Linked DNA regions of Hordeum vulgare: regions 2 and 3 are each linked to region 1. The links are chromatin contacts, called in public Hi-C maps. All regions are on one chromosome and are shown on one strand. Each heading gives the region's core, a stretch centred on a gene start, on an enhancer-like site or on the middle of the called end of the contact. The rest is flanking DNA. Distances are from core to core; before and after follow the strand shown. Region 1 holds the start of LOC123426465 (transcription factor bHLH62-like). Region 2 holds the start of LOC123426467 (probable UDP-N-acetylglucosamine--peptide N-acetylglucosaminyltransferase SEC). Region 3 has its middle 320 kb from the start of LOC123426465.

Region 1 (4,243 bases), core at 590-3,089:
GCAACTAATTATGACTACTGCTGCTAGCTCTAGGACTAGTACGGTCCAAATTACGAAATTACTGCCTCCAAAGTCCAGACTTCACCATAGCTTTCTTCTTACTTTCGGTGGAGTGGCTCCTAGCTTGCAAAAAAGTCCAACTAGCATACCAAGTACTTAATTAGCTAATGAACAAGTGGTAGCTGATAACAAACATCCAAGTATGACGAGTTTCGTTTGTTCATATGTATTTTAGACATGGACACAGTCTCCAAAACGCTATCTATGTGTATTCGCCTTCACATGCTAACCGTCCAAGTTAAGAGAATTTGACCTCAAGGAAATTTCGGCTCTGGTGTGTTCATACATGCATAAACACGACGTACCTTGTTGCAGCTTGGCACCAGGGACTGCAGCAGCTTCATCCTCTCTCCGATCTTCTCCCTCCTCACCTACCAAGTAAGAACAAGCAAAAAAAATTAGAAAAGAAGAACAAGCAAAATATGCACACTTCATTTATTTATTTATTTTTTATTTTTGCGACAGACTTCATTTATTTATTTGAATAACAACCACAAGGTAGTAGTAGTAGTAACAAGGGAGGTTAATTGACAATTACGCCCAAGGCCGCGCTTGGTTGGTCGTAATTCAATACGAAGGTATTTAGTTTACCCTTGTATTTTACTGGTCAGTGAACAATTTCGGATTAAAAATAAAACGACGGTCTGAGGTCCGTATCTCTTACACGCGTATTTGAAAACGGAACGACAAACCAAACAGCGCCCAAGTGATTGCTAAATTACAGTGACGTGCATTTGGATTTGGGAGTTAATGTGTATCTGAGCTCGGTAGGTACCGTACCCTCTCTGCGAGGCTGTGACTATCGGTTGCCTGGCCCCTCCTCGCCCTCACATGTATGTAGTCCTTGACCGGCTCGGACTTCTCCTCCTCCACCGCGCCGGCGTTTTCGTCGTTGCCGCCGTCGCTGACCCTCGGCCGTTTGGGCGGGCTCGTATTAATTGCCGCCATCTGCATTTGCGCCAATAATTTATATATTATCCGCCGAGTTGCTTGGCAACATCTGTGAAATGAGAGAGAGAGAGAGAGAGGGGAGAAGAACTGACGGAGCAACTGGGCTGTACTGCGGGTAAAGAAGCCTTCGCCTTGCCCTTCGCCGGGGCCGCCTTGCGCTTCCTCGCGGAACCGGCGGCGCCCCTTTTCGTGGCCGGGTCCTGCATTGCGGCCGGACTATCCGTCTCCGGGCTCATCTCCAGTTGGGCGTTCTGATCCAATGGCGCCGTCGCGGCAACGCCGGAGGTGTTGCCGACGAGCGACTTGCTGCTTGACACCCGGGATAGCCTGCCGGTCTCCAGCGCGGCGATGGCGCCATAGCCGCGGAACGCCTGCGGGGCCCCGCGTGGAGGGGAGCTGAGAGGCGTGCTGTAGCAGGAGTTGTTGGCGCTGGCGCCGTTGCAGATGCTGCCGAGCCGGCCGATCAGGTCGCCGATGGCGACGTCATCCTCACCACCGCGCGCTAAGCCTCCGCCGGCGCTGGCGCTGGCAGGAGACGAGACCAGAGAGCTGAGCGCGGAGTCAAAGTGTGCCGTAGTGGCTGAGGAGTCTACTGGAAGATGCTGGTCCGCCCACGGAAGTCCGAACGCCATAGCGGCGGCGGCTTCGAACCCTGAATGCGGCGGCTGCACGTAAGATGCGCCAAGGAACGGCGCGGCGAGACCGGAGGAAAAGTACTCTCCGGGGAAGAAGTGCTCGTTGGTCATTGGAGAGTTAAAGTGTGCGTTGGTGTGCTCGGGTGCGAGGAGGGAGGGAGGGGAGGGAAGGGGGGAAATTGAGGAGGTTGGAGAGGAGGAGGTAGTTGACCGTTATATATGGAAACGGGTGGGAAGTGGGGAAATACACTTCGCTTCGTGGTTGTATATGTATCTTCAAGAAAAATTCTTTATAATAATTAATTAAAATCTAAAATAGTTTAGAAGTATTTTTAGTTTGAACTTGACTTTGTTTTGCAAAAATATATAATTTTTCAAGAAAAAAGTCAACATTGACTTGTGGGCAAAAAAGATAAAATTTATTTGCTATTACTAGTAATTGTTGCACGTTTTAACTAATGTTATGAACATACTCCCTCCGTCTTAAAATATGTGTCTTAAGTTTAGTATAATTTTATATTAGAGCTAGTATAAGTTAAAATATTTATTTTGAGACGGAGGGAGTACATGAGAATCAACATATACTTTAAGATATTTTAATTTCTGCATATGCAACGCACCACTAAGCTAATGTATAAATCTAAAATTTGCTATTGATAATGACAAATAACTCATTTAATTATCAAGCAAATATCAATGTGTACATATGTTTTTAGAAAGCCAAATAATCACACATTTACCAATTATTTTCATATAGGTTGTCAGAAAATATTATTTTCTTCTCCACAAATTCAGTTTGAAACTACTTTGATGTTAGCAAGACACTTGTGCTAATTAAAATAGGTTTTCACAAGATCCTTTGCATAGTGTTATGGGTTCTAAGAGCTGAAAAACCATGTGGTCAACTATTGAACTATAACACCCCAAAAATTTAATCATGATTTTATTTATTAAATTTGATCAGGATAATTTAAAATTTTATTTTTAGGTTTCCTGTTGACTTCAGATCCCTTTGTTTTCTTTTAATTATAAAATATTATTTTCCAAGTAGGAGTTTTTGAAAAATATGATATGACTTGGGTGCTTGCCTCAATATTTTTCCCCTTCATTGCCAAATTCAGTGAAGGCCTTTTTATAAATATTTTCTTTTAAGTTTCATTTATTCAAAAATGTATTTTGTTTCCTTTAAGGGCCTAGTTTGAACTGCAATCATTTGGTAACTTTGTTTGAAAGTTTCACAAAAAATGTTGATGAACTATGTTGATCCTTGATCAATTTTATGCAAAAACCTAGCCAAGTATTTTAGAGATTTTGAGCACCACATCCCCTTTTCTATTCTGAATCAGTTTTGCAGCTTGCACTTCAACCCTATTGTTTTCTGCCCAAAGCCCTTGAGATTTTTACTGCTTATAGAGGACCCTACCAAACCCTTAAGTCCAGAAGTTTAGCCCCTTTGGCATTGTTTGACACCATGCTATAAATCCATTTTATTTCTGTCGAGTATTGAAAATTTATAAAACTTGCACTACGAAGTTTTTGTTTTTCCCAAAATAACCTTACCATCTTTGTAAGCACCCAAAGAGACCCCATACTGGAAATTTGGTGGCCAGAAAGCATCTCTAGATGCCCATGTCATTCTGTCGAGCACCTTGTGTGCGTGGCCAAATTGGCATAGTTTTTAGATTGCATTGGGGATTTTCTTTCGGTGCCCAACTAGCATGTCTAGCAGAAGTGCAGAACCTTGGTAAACCTCTTAGCCACCCTGTGGAGTTTCAACTCAAACCTAAGTCCCTACCTGGTCATGGCGAATGATCGAGCAGCTGGCGTGCGTGCTCTAGGCACGAGTAGAGCGTGCGTATTGCTACCGCTGCGCCCGAGCCGACACATCCACCTACCTCGCCCGTGTGGCCCTTGCTCGCCCGAGGAGCCGCGCCGTGCCCCCTCCAGTTCGCCAAAGCCACACGGTCGTCCCCTGGAAGCCTCACAGCGCCGCCGTCAGAGCTGCCTTAGCGGCTAGCCGACGGCTGCAGATGGCCTCTGCCATGGTAGCGTCCCCCGAGCCACCTCAGCGCACCATCTTGCCTCTCGTGCAGCCCCTTCATTCGTATGAGAGCTCCCGGTCCCCGCCTACCCTTGCCACATCGCCTACGAGCACAGTTCGTCGGAGTTATCCGAATGCCGCCGGGAACCGACATGGCTTGTGTATATATAGGACCCCGAGCTCCCCCAGACCTGCAGCGAGCCTCTACGAACCCCCCTCGAACTTCCATTGCAGCCAATTAACCGGGGAGGATTGTCTTCCTCACCTCCGGTTGAGCTTCGTCCGCCGCCCCTCCAATCGAATTCGCAGCCAGCAGAGCTTGTCCGGCGTCGTTCTCCTCCTGAGTGGAACTACGCAAGCACCGCGAGCCCATCCCCCTCTCAAATTGGCTCGAGATGAGCTGTGGGCAGCGCCCCGTTGCAAGCTTGCACCGCCGTCCGTCGGCCTCGTAGCCGTCGGAGTTCCCAGGCTCTCCGGCTACCAATCCGCACCTCCGTAGAACCGCCTTGGAGCCCCGAGCACACTGGTGCTCTCAGCATTGGGAATGGTGGCCCAG
Region 2 (4,243 bases), core at 649-3,148, 410 kb before region 1:
AAACAATAAAAAACATGTGGAGACCACCTTGTCCCTTCAAAACACCGTTCAAAGTTATGCATACACTTTTCGACGACCAGCTAATAATCCTACAAATGGTAGAGGTGAGGAGTAAAAAAATTGTTAGGAAAACACTACAAATTCGCTGTGACTGAATGTGGTATATACCACAGCCAACCCCGAAAGGCATTCCAAAACAATCTTGTTCATTTCCCGGCCCTGAAGGATTTGAACGCATAGGTGCTTCGCAAATTCCAAATTATTACCAGTATGACTAAATCTGTCAAGATATCAAGGGTATAGACAAACAAAACTGTTCTGATCTGACCAGGTTATTCACAAAAGTACCTAAGTGTCAGGTAAACTACGACATTAATATGAGATATGATGCTGATTCCCGTACCAATACTAACAGACAACATGGTAACACAAAAGACAATGGTTTGAATAATTATCCATCCATGGATCTAACCAGTATATTATCAAAAGCTCAAATATCTGCAGTAAGTTAGCCGGCTTGAGCTCCATTTGGACTACTACGCAAATAGTTATGTGAAATGTATGTGTTTAATGCCAGACAATTAGGGGCGGATACACAATATAGCCACTGGGTTCCTATGAGTGAACACTTTCCACCCAAGACACAGAAATGTTCTAATTATAAAGGGGTGACTCCAATCGGCTGAAGCAAGTGAGCGCAGACTGCACATCACCACTCAACCATTGGACTCCACGTGCCCTCAACTAATCTAGCTCTCGCCTCAACCCACATGCCTACAGCCAACATGTACAAGCGAGGCAGGCCAAACAAATTACGTGCACATGCGCTTCTGCTGCATCGACTGTACAGACCATAAGCGCTGAACGAGTACTCTTTTCTTCTGCAATGGATGAATTATTTTTCTACTCCTGGCAAAATGAATGACACATTTCGACTTAAACTGAATACAAAGTTTTAGATACTTAGATTGTATTCAAAAGAAGATTGAAATTCAATTACCACCGATCAAAGCACACTTGGTTCTAATATGATTAGTTCTGCTCTATACGATCTGATTTAACAGAACATTCAGGTTTAATTTAGAGGCCTGCCTGAGAAGGAAATTGAGTATTCCACTTGTATTTATTTTATGAATGCCCAAAAATGACTCCGTGGACCTGATTAGTTAAATCCTCAATGAGCCTGAGGAAACCAGTAGTAGAAGACTAGAATTTCCAGTAAGGTTATTGACTTAATAGCTCACATGTTCCTGGAAATCCGAACAACAACACCAGCCACGCAGACCATTCTGAGTAAAAAAAAAAAAATAGTTCTCCCCATTTTCTACTTGATATCAAAACCCGTAAACTCAAAACAAACACAAACAACGCAACCCGGAGCACGGTTTTCCACCAGCTAAACTGAGTTAAGATCCTTCACGCCCTAGCAGAAGGAGGAAAAGGGAACCCCTGGCAAATCGGTGATCACAACCTAAAAAAGAGATCAACGAGTAGCAAAATCGAGGATCAGCAGAGGTGCTCACCACCGACGAGCTGCTTGCTCCTCGCGTCCAAGGACACAGGGGGCAGCAGGAAAGCCGCCGCTGGCGCTGGCCCCTCGGGAGCCGGCCCCGCGCCGCCGCTGACACCGAGCCATACGTCGTCCCCGCCGCGCACCGCCGGCGCCGCCAGGTGGCGTGCGTCGCTACGCAACGAGAGCATCGCGCGGAAACCCTAGATCCGGTGGCCTAGACCAACGCGGGCCCGAAATCTCGCGCGGGCGCGAGAGGTTTTGGGGAGGAGGGGAGAGTGCTGTGATGAACGACGGCGCCTCTCCACTTGCGGGGATTGGGGAATTTCTGCGTTTCTTGGGAAAGATTTCCCGGAAGAGGTGGAGATTTTTTATTTGCTCCGTTGCACCGTTTTCCGTCGCGGCAAATGGAGAGAGCCAAGTGGGTGCGCGCCATGTGTCTTTGGTGCGGACGTGTTAGGTAGTGAAATTAACTTTGTGGAACAAAGAACGAGGTTTTTCTTTTGTTAGCACGTACAATCGAAGTCGCTAGTACACATACACGAGCGTACACTCACCTCTATAAACGCACACACGCACACCTTACCCCTATGAGCATCTTCAAGAGACTAAGTTGGCACATCATTTTGAGATTGACGAAGTCGTCACTGACGCCTTCGTTGTCGACGGGAACATCTCCTCTCACTAAAAGCACATCGCCGGAAGACCTGAAATAAATTAGGAAAATGCAATCATCAAAGGCAAGTCTCGGACTTGAACTCTGGTGGGCAGGGAATACCACAGTCCTTTTAACCATCCAATCACGGGTTGGTTTTGCAAAGAGAACGAGGTTGGTTGAATGGTTAGAGGAATAGTGATATTATTGGCCCATTAATGTATACTAGTTAAATGCCCGTGTGTTGGCACGACGTATGAAATATTATATGAAAAGATTACTTGATAAAATGATAGCATGAAATTTGGATATTTTAGACGCTCGTTTTTTTATTGAATATATTTCAGGAAGAGAACAATGTTAAACGTAATTAAAAATCTATGAGCATGGACAAACTTGTTTTGAAATGTAGATAATAACTAAAACATTGATAAAATTAACGCATCCGTTAAATTGCCATAGACACAAACAAACATGACGAAACAATCATCTACAAAGTGGATACAAACCAAGTTCGTGATAACTAAACTTACAAATTGAAACACATAATCATATGTATAATAGACATAACCAATGTCTACTATTTGTACTACATGCTCCAAGTTTTCTTTGTATACATCCTGCGTCGAGATCATTTGTAGACAACTTGCTTGCTAGGAAAGCCCACCTCCACTCAATAAATTGACGAACAAACTTCATGTCAATCAACCTCCTATTATTTTCTCGCGAATATCTGCTCAAATATATATATATAAATGTTACAATTGGTAATATTTATTTATTTTTCTACATATGTTAATAACAATCATAAGTAATTAATCTGTAGTTGATTATAAGTCAGAACAATTCACCATCAAGTATGTGTGTTGCAGGATGATCCGGGTTAAATGCAAGGGTGGTGTAATTTAAAGTTTCCAGATTTCCTGTTGTCATGACAAAAAATATATTTAGGTCGACGTAACAATACACTTTCTTACAATATGCAATACATAGAGGTATAGATGCATAGATTATCGTATTTGCAATCCTTACTAAGCATAGTGGCAAGGACAACAGATTTGTTGCCTTCGGATGTTGACCACCTATATGAGTTCTGAATCAAGTTGCCACCATAAATTCCAATAACCATCAATTTCCCCTACAATTTGGAATGTTTAAAAATAGTAAGCATGTCAACGGAGTTTTGAATTAATTTCTATAAGTCGATATAAAAGAGTTGGAACTATTATATACCAACTACACATATCAAATATCCATAAAGGTGACCTCTCTATATAATTCAACACGTGGGTATCCCTCGATGACTTCATGTCTATCATAATGAACGACTATGCCAACTATGTTTGTATCAAATATCATTAGTCGAATTTAGGTATCAAGATTACCTTTGTGTTAGTAACTGTTATATGCATGAATGCATACCTACGAAAGTTTGCTTTGGACACCTCTGAATTTCCTGGAATGACATCAAATGCTTGGGATACGTTGGAAATTGAAGTGAGATGGACTCAACAAATGTCCTTGCACTGAAGGACACACTCATGTATGTGTTGAATGTATCTACACTCCAGTTCTTCAAAGTTGTGGCGCGCAGTAACACCATGAATGATGTATTTCCTTCCCATGTGCGATGTAAGATTGAATCTATTCACTAAAACTTTTCCAGATACAATAGCTTCGATTTTGGCACCCTTAGAACTGTTTTAGAAAATGTTAGATGATGATAACCATATGTTTATTTTAGCAATCTGACATGCTGGAGACTTATAGTTATGTCCATAAGAATGAAGTGAAGGTTATCACAACTCCGATTAACCGGGAATTTACATCTACCCTCACACATATGCTACAAATTCTGAATGTATTAGAATATTCGAGGTCGTCAAAATCTATGAATCTATACCAAATAGCTTAAATTAGCAAACAGGATTTTTCCATTTCTTCAAAATATGAGAAGACATGTTAAACTTACTTAGGCTCCACTGGTTTTTTGTGCACGTTGCAAATGTCCACTGACATCTAAGATTAGTTGGCGCCATCTAATACAGTTTATCAAAATATGTCATGTTTAAATTTGG
Region 3 (4,243 bases), core at 1,230-3,729, 320 kb after region 1:
ATAGATAACTAATCACTAATCCCCTTTTAAGCTGTTGTTAATGATCATGTGTTGATAAGGACAAGCTCATGTGCTAACAAGGACAAGATCAAGATAAGCATTCCTGAGTACTACATGCTTGAATCTTATGGATGCTCACATGGTGGACAGATGAAGATGAATACACAAGTTAGGCTTTTCACATTGTGTATGGGAGAGCTTCTTGAAGACTTCATCATGTCTTGCTTTCATCTTGAGTCAAGAAGGAACAACAACACCAAGCTCAAGTGAAAGGGCTAACTCAAAGGTATCAGTTCCTTTGACGTTAGTGGTGCGGAGTGATGATCAGCGAATAAAAGTATACACGCAAGTATAGATCATCGGTACCCCTTTTTATGATTCTTGAGTCTTTAGGGATCCCGCACTATTAAGAGGGGATCACTGGGTATTGCGATAAATTTGCTCAAACTACATCTCTACTTCTCTGCTCATGCCACATCTCCACTGCTGTGCTTTGATCCCAAAACATAACCAATGCCTCGGACATCCGGCTCCCTCCGGACGTCCGAGGGCCGGACGCCCGACCACTTCGGAAATCCGGAACCTTATACCAGAGTCAAAGTCTCGGACATCCGGCTCCCTCCGGACGTCCGAGGGCCGGACGCCCGACCACTTCGGAAATCCGGAACCTTATACCAGAGTCAAAGTCTCGGACATCCGGCTCCCTCCGGACGTCCGAGGGCCGGACGCCCGACCACTTCGAAAAACCGGAACCTTATACCAGAGTCAAAAGCTCGGACATCCGGCTTCCTCCGGACGTCCGAGGACCGGACGTCCGACTCCTTTCAGATATCCGAAGCCTTGCACCAGAGTCAAAAACCTCGGACTTCCTGCCTCCCCCGGTCGTTCGAGGGCCGGACGTCCGACCGCTTTCGGAAATCCGGTGCCCTTGAACAGAGTTGAACTCTCGGACATCCGACCCTCTCTTCGGACGTCCGGTCCCTGTTCGACTACACAGTGGCCAACTGATATGAACACTCCTTCGGTCGTCCGACGCCTGTCGGACATCCGGAAACCGTCGGACGTCCGACCACTGTCAGACTTAAGTGACCCCAACGGTTACTTTAGTCTCCCCACTATATATACCCCCCTCCCACTTCATGAGAGGGGGTCCAACATTGCCATATCTTCATAAGAACACATTTCTACCTCACACACATTTGCTCACACCAAATCTTAGATCCCAAGAGTATTTGTGAGCCCCTTTGAGAGTTGTTCCAATCAAAAGATAGATCGTCTCCCTCTCCTCCTCTCAACCCAAGAGATTTGAGCAAGTTTTCAGCATTCCCCGTGATCTTGTTACTCTTGGAGGTTGGAGACTCCTAGGCGGTAGGAGTTCTTCGAAGAGGAATCAATCCGTGTGATTACCCCCGGAAAAGTTTGTAAGGGTTTGGAAGCCACCTCAAAGTCTTACCACTAGTGGTTGAGAAACGTCTTCGTGGTGTTATCTCAAAGGGAGAATAGGGTGAGCCTTCGTGGTGTTGGTGTGCCTTCGTGGTAACATCCACCTCTCTAACGGTGACTAGCTTTCCTTCAAGGAAGTGAACATCGGGATACATCTTTGTCTCAGTGACCTTGGTTATCCCTAACCCTAACTCCTTCCTTGTGGTATACTTGTGTTACTTGAGCATACATACTTTGCATATTGTTTGTGCTCATTACATTGTGTTGGCTATTTCTTTGTACAAGATTAATCGTTCAAGCATACCCTCTATATCCACACGTTCACACTTGCAGCTTTTTGATATATCGTGTGCTATAGTGTGATCTAGTATCTTGTGTCGTTCACCTACTCGTCATGTGATATAGCTCAAGTAAGTTTGTGTAACTTACTTGTGCTTGTTAGTAACCGTGTTGTGTCCATCTTGGTAGATCGTTTTGTTGGTGCACGTTGCGTTGCCTATTGCATTTAGGATTTGCGCTTTAAAAGTATCCTCTTAGTTTATTTCCGCATTAGGTTTAAGCCAAATTCGATGAAGTTTTTAAATAGCCTATTCTCCCCCCCCCCCTCTAGGTGTAATCGTGGTCCTTTCATCAAGCATGTCATAAGTCGGTGTTGCTTTTTGGTTGGGCTTGTTGACACATGTGGGTCGAAAACGTTGGTGTTAGCGGATCTGGGATTGCGTAACAAATGGTATCATGAGCAACGTTCGAAGAGGTCGCGGGATCGTTGTTGTCGCTCGGTTGCAGTGTGTTCCTCGTCGGGATCGGATCATACGTGGAAGCGACGGCGCACTTCGGAAGGACTAGCCAGATTGATTCGCGAAGGCAGGTCAAGGCACGAGACGCGGAACGCTTCTCGCGATGCCGTGAGTTGGGCCACGTATGGAGCCAGGCGATCTCGGCGAGTTGCGGGTGTACCGTGTACGCGGGCTACACTGCAGGGCGCGTGAGGCACCAGTGTCCGGGTCGCGCAGGGTGATGTGACAGCGACGCGTGGTCGTTCGGCGTACAGGCGGCATCTCGATGGGCTGGTCGTTTGGCGTACATGCAAGTTGCGCCGGACGTTGGGGAGGCCCATCTGCAGCTGTAGCTAGAAGATTACGTGAAGGCCATAAGCTATGACGTGAGGTTTGTTTTGGATCAAAAAACTGGACCGAGTCAGGACAGTATATGTAACCGAGCCGGACTACTGGACGTGCAGGCATATTATAAAAGAAGGCAACGGGCAAGGCAAAGCAAAATTGCTACAGCATCGGTAGTTGGCTCAAGAGATACTACTCGTGAACACGGAGGATTTTTTGGTAGGAATTTGCTATTAGTAAATCTTGTGTACTTGAACACGTGTTGGAAGTTCGGATTATTTTTTCACACAGTCAGCCATACAAAGAACCATGGCGACAGTGGGTACCAGGTTTAAGATGGAGAAGTTCGACGGGACTGGAAGCTTTGGATTATGGCAGACAAGGGTGAAAGATTTGTTGGCACAACAGGGATGCTTGAAGGCATTGTTGCAGGAAGCCAAGCCAGCTAAAATGGAGGCTGAGGACTGGGAGGAGTTACAGTTGAGGACAGCCGGAACTATACGGTTGTGTCTGTCGGACCAGGTTATTTATCATGTGATGGATGAGAATTCGTCGAAGAAGATCTGGGAGAAGCTGGAGAGTCAATTTATGTCCAAGACTGCGACGACCAAGGTGTATCTGAAGCAAAAGTTATATGGGATGAAGATGCAGGAGTGGTCGGATCTTGTGGAGTATATGAACGCCTTTAATCAAGTCGTGACGGATCTAGCACGCTTGGGTGCAACGATTGACGACGAGGATAGGGCAATTCTGCTTCTTTGTTCATTGCCATCATCCTATGACCATTTGATCACTACTCTGACGCACGGCAAGGAGACCGTCAAGAATGAGGATATTACTGCAGCATTGCTATCTTATTATATGAGAAAGAAGAATGCGGTGGAAGTAACTCATGGTGAAGGTTTGCTAGTCAAGGGTGAAGAGTGGTGGAAGGGATATGAGGCAGGGAAGAACAAGAAAAAGAAAAAGAAAATACAGTGTCACAAGTGTAAGCAGAGGGGACATATTAAAAAGGAATGTCCAGAGCTTAATGGTGGGTCAAGTGCTAACATGTCAATTCATGGTGATGACTCAGACAGCAGTAGTGATGCCCTCGTAGTATGAGACAGGCGGTCAACCAAAAGTGAAGCGTGGATGTTGGACTCAGCTTTCTCTTTTCATGCGACACCCAACAAGGAGTGGTTCTCTTTGTAGAAGTCTGGTGATTTTGGTTTAGCCTATATGGATGATGACACTGCTTATCATGTTGCTGGAGTAGGTGACATCAAAATCAAGATGTTTGACGGAGTTGAGCGGATGCTTCGGAGAGTCAGGCATGTACCGGGGCTAAGGAGAAATCTAATTTCACTTGGAGTTCTTCATGATGGTGGTATGGTATTCTGTTGTGATCGGGATAAAAAGACCATGGAAATCATGGAAGATGAGGTGACCGTAATGATTGGAGCGAGGACGGCTTCGCATCTTTACAAGTTGCAAGGAAGCACTATTGCAGGTGGAGTCACAGAGACTGGAGTTGCAAGAGTAGCAGCAGGATCCCACGGAGGCGACGGATCTGGGGCAGACTCGTCGGGTAGCTCTCGGTAAGCTACGAAGAAGACAATACAAGTCCGGGGTACATGGAAGTTTGATGCATGGACAAATTCAAAGTGGTGAAAATATTCGCCAAGGTGAAGTTTGTT

The links. A called contact is a pair of places that touch in the nucleus more often than the background predicts.
Region 2: a Hi-C map of leaf shows a contact between it and region 1, with 2.0 times the contacts expected there. The contact joins the promoter of LOC123426467 here to the promoter of LOC123426465 in region 1. A contact is called at or near these places in 2 of 6 Hi-C or Micro-C datasets (leaf and seedling) and 1 of 1 datasets of contacts at active chromatin or transcription factors (embryo).
Region 3: a Hi-C map of leaf shows a contact between it and region 1, with 4 times the contacts expected there. The contact joins the enhancer-like site here to the promoter of LOC123426465 in region 1. A contact is called at or near these places in 3 of 6 Hi-C or Micro-C datasets (leaf and seedling) and 1 of 1 datasets of contacts at active chromatin or transcription factors (embryo).

Annotation. Positions count from the first base shown.
Region 1 is chr2H:414,985,737-414,989,979 of MorexV3_pseudomolecules_assembly, reverse strand. It overlaps LOC123426465 (transcription factor bHLH62-like), which reads right to left and starts at 1,839. Exons shown (of 6, transcript XM_045110305.1): 1 at 1,104-1,839; 2 at 841-1,008; 3 at 366-431. The coding sequence starts at 1,757.
Region 2 is chr2H:415,395,147-415,399,389 of MorexV3_pseudomolecules_assembly, reverse strand. It overlaps LOC123426467 (probable UDP-N-acetylglucosamine--peptide N-acetylglucosaminyltransferase SEC), which reads right to left and starts at 1,898. Exons shown (of 28, transcript XM_045110308.1): 1 at 1,524-1,898. The coding sequence starts at 1,701.
Region 3 is chr2H:414,667,692-414,671,934 of MorexV3_pseudomolecules_assembly, reverse strand. No RefSeq gene overlaps it. Among protein-coding and RNA genes, the nearest start is that of LOC123426465, 320 kb to the left of the region's middle. Within about 2 kb of position 2,479, at least 3 of the 3 cell types and tissues checked have open chromatin away from gene starts, as enhancers often do. A contact at or near this core is called in leaf and seedling, where this site is marked.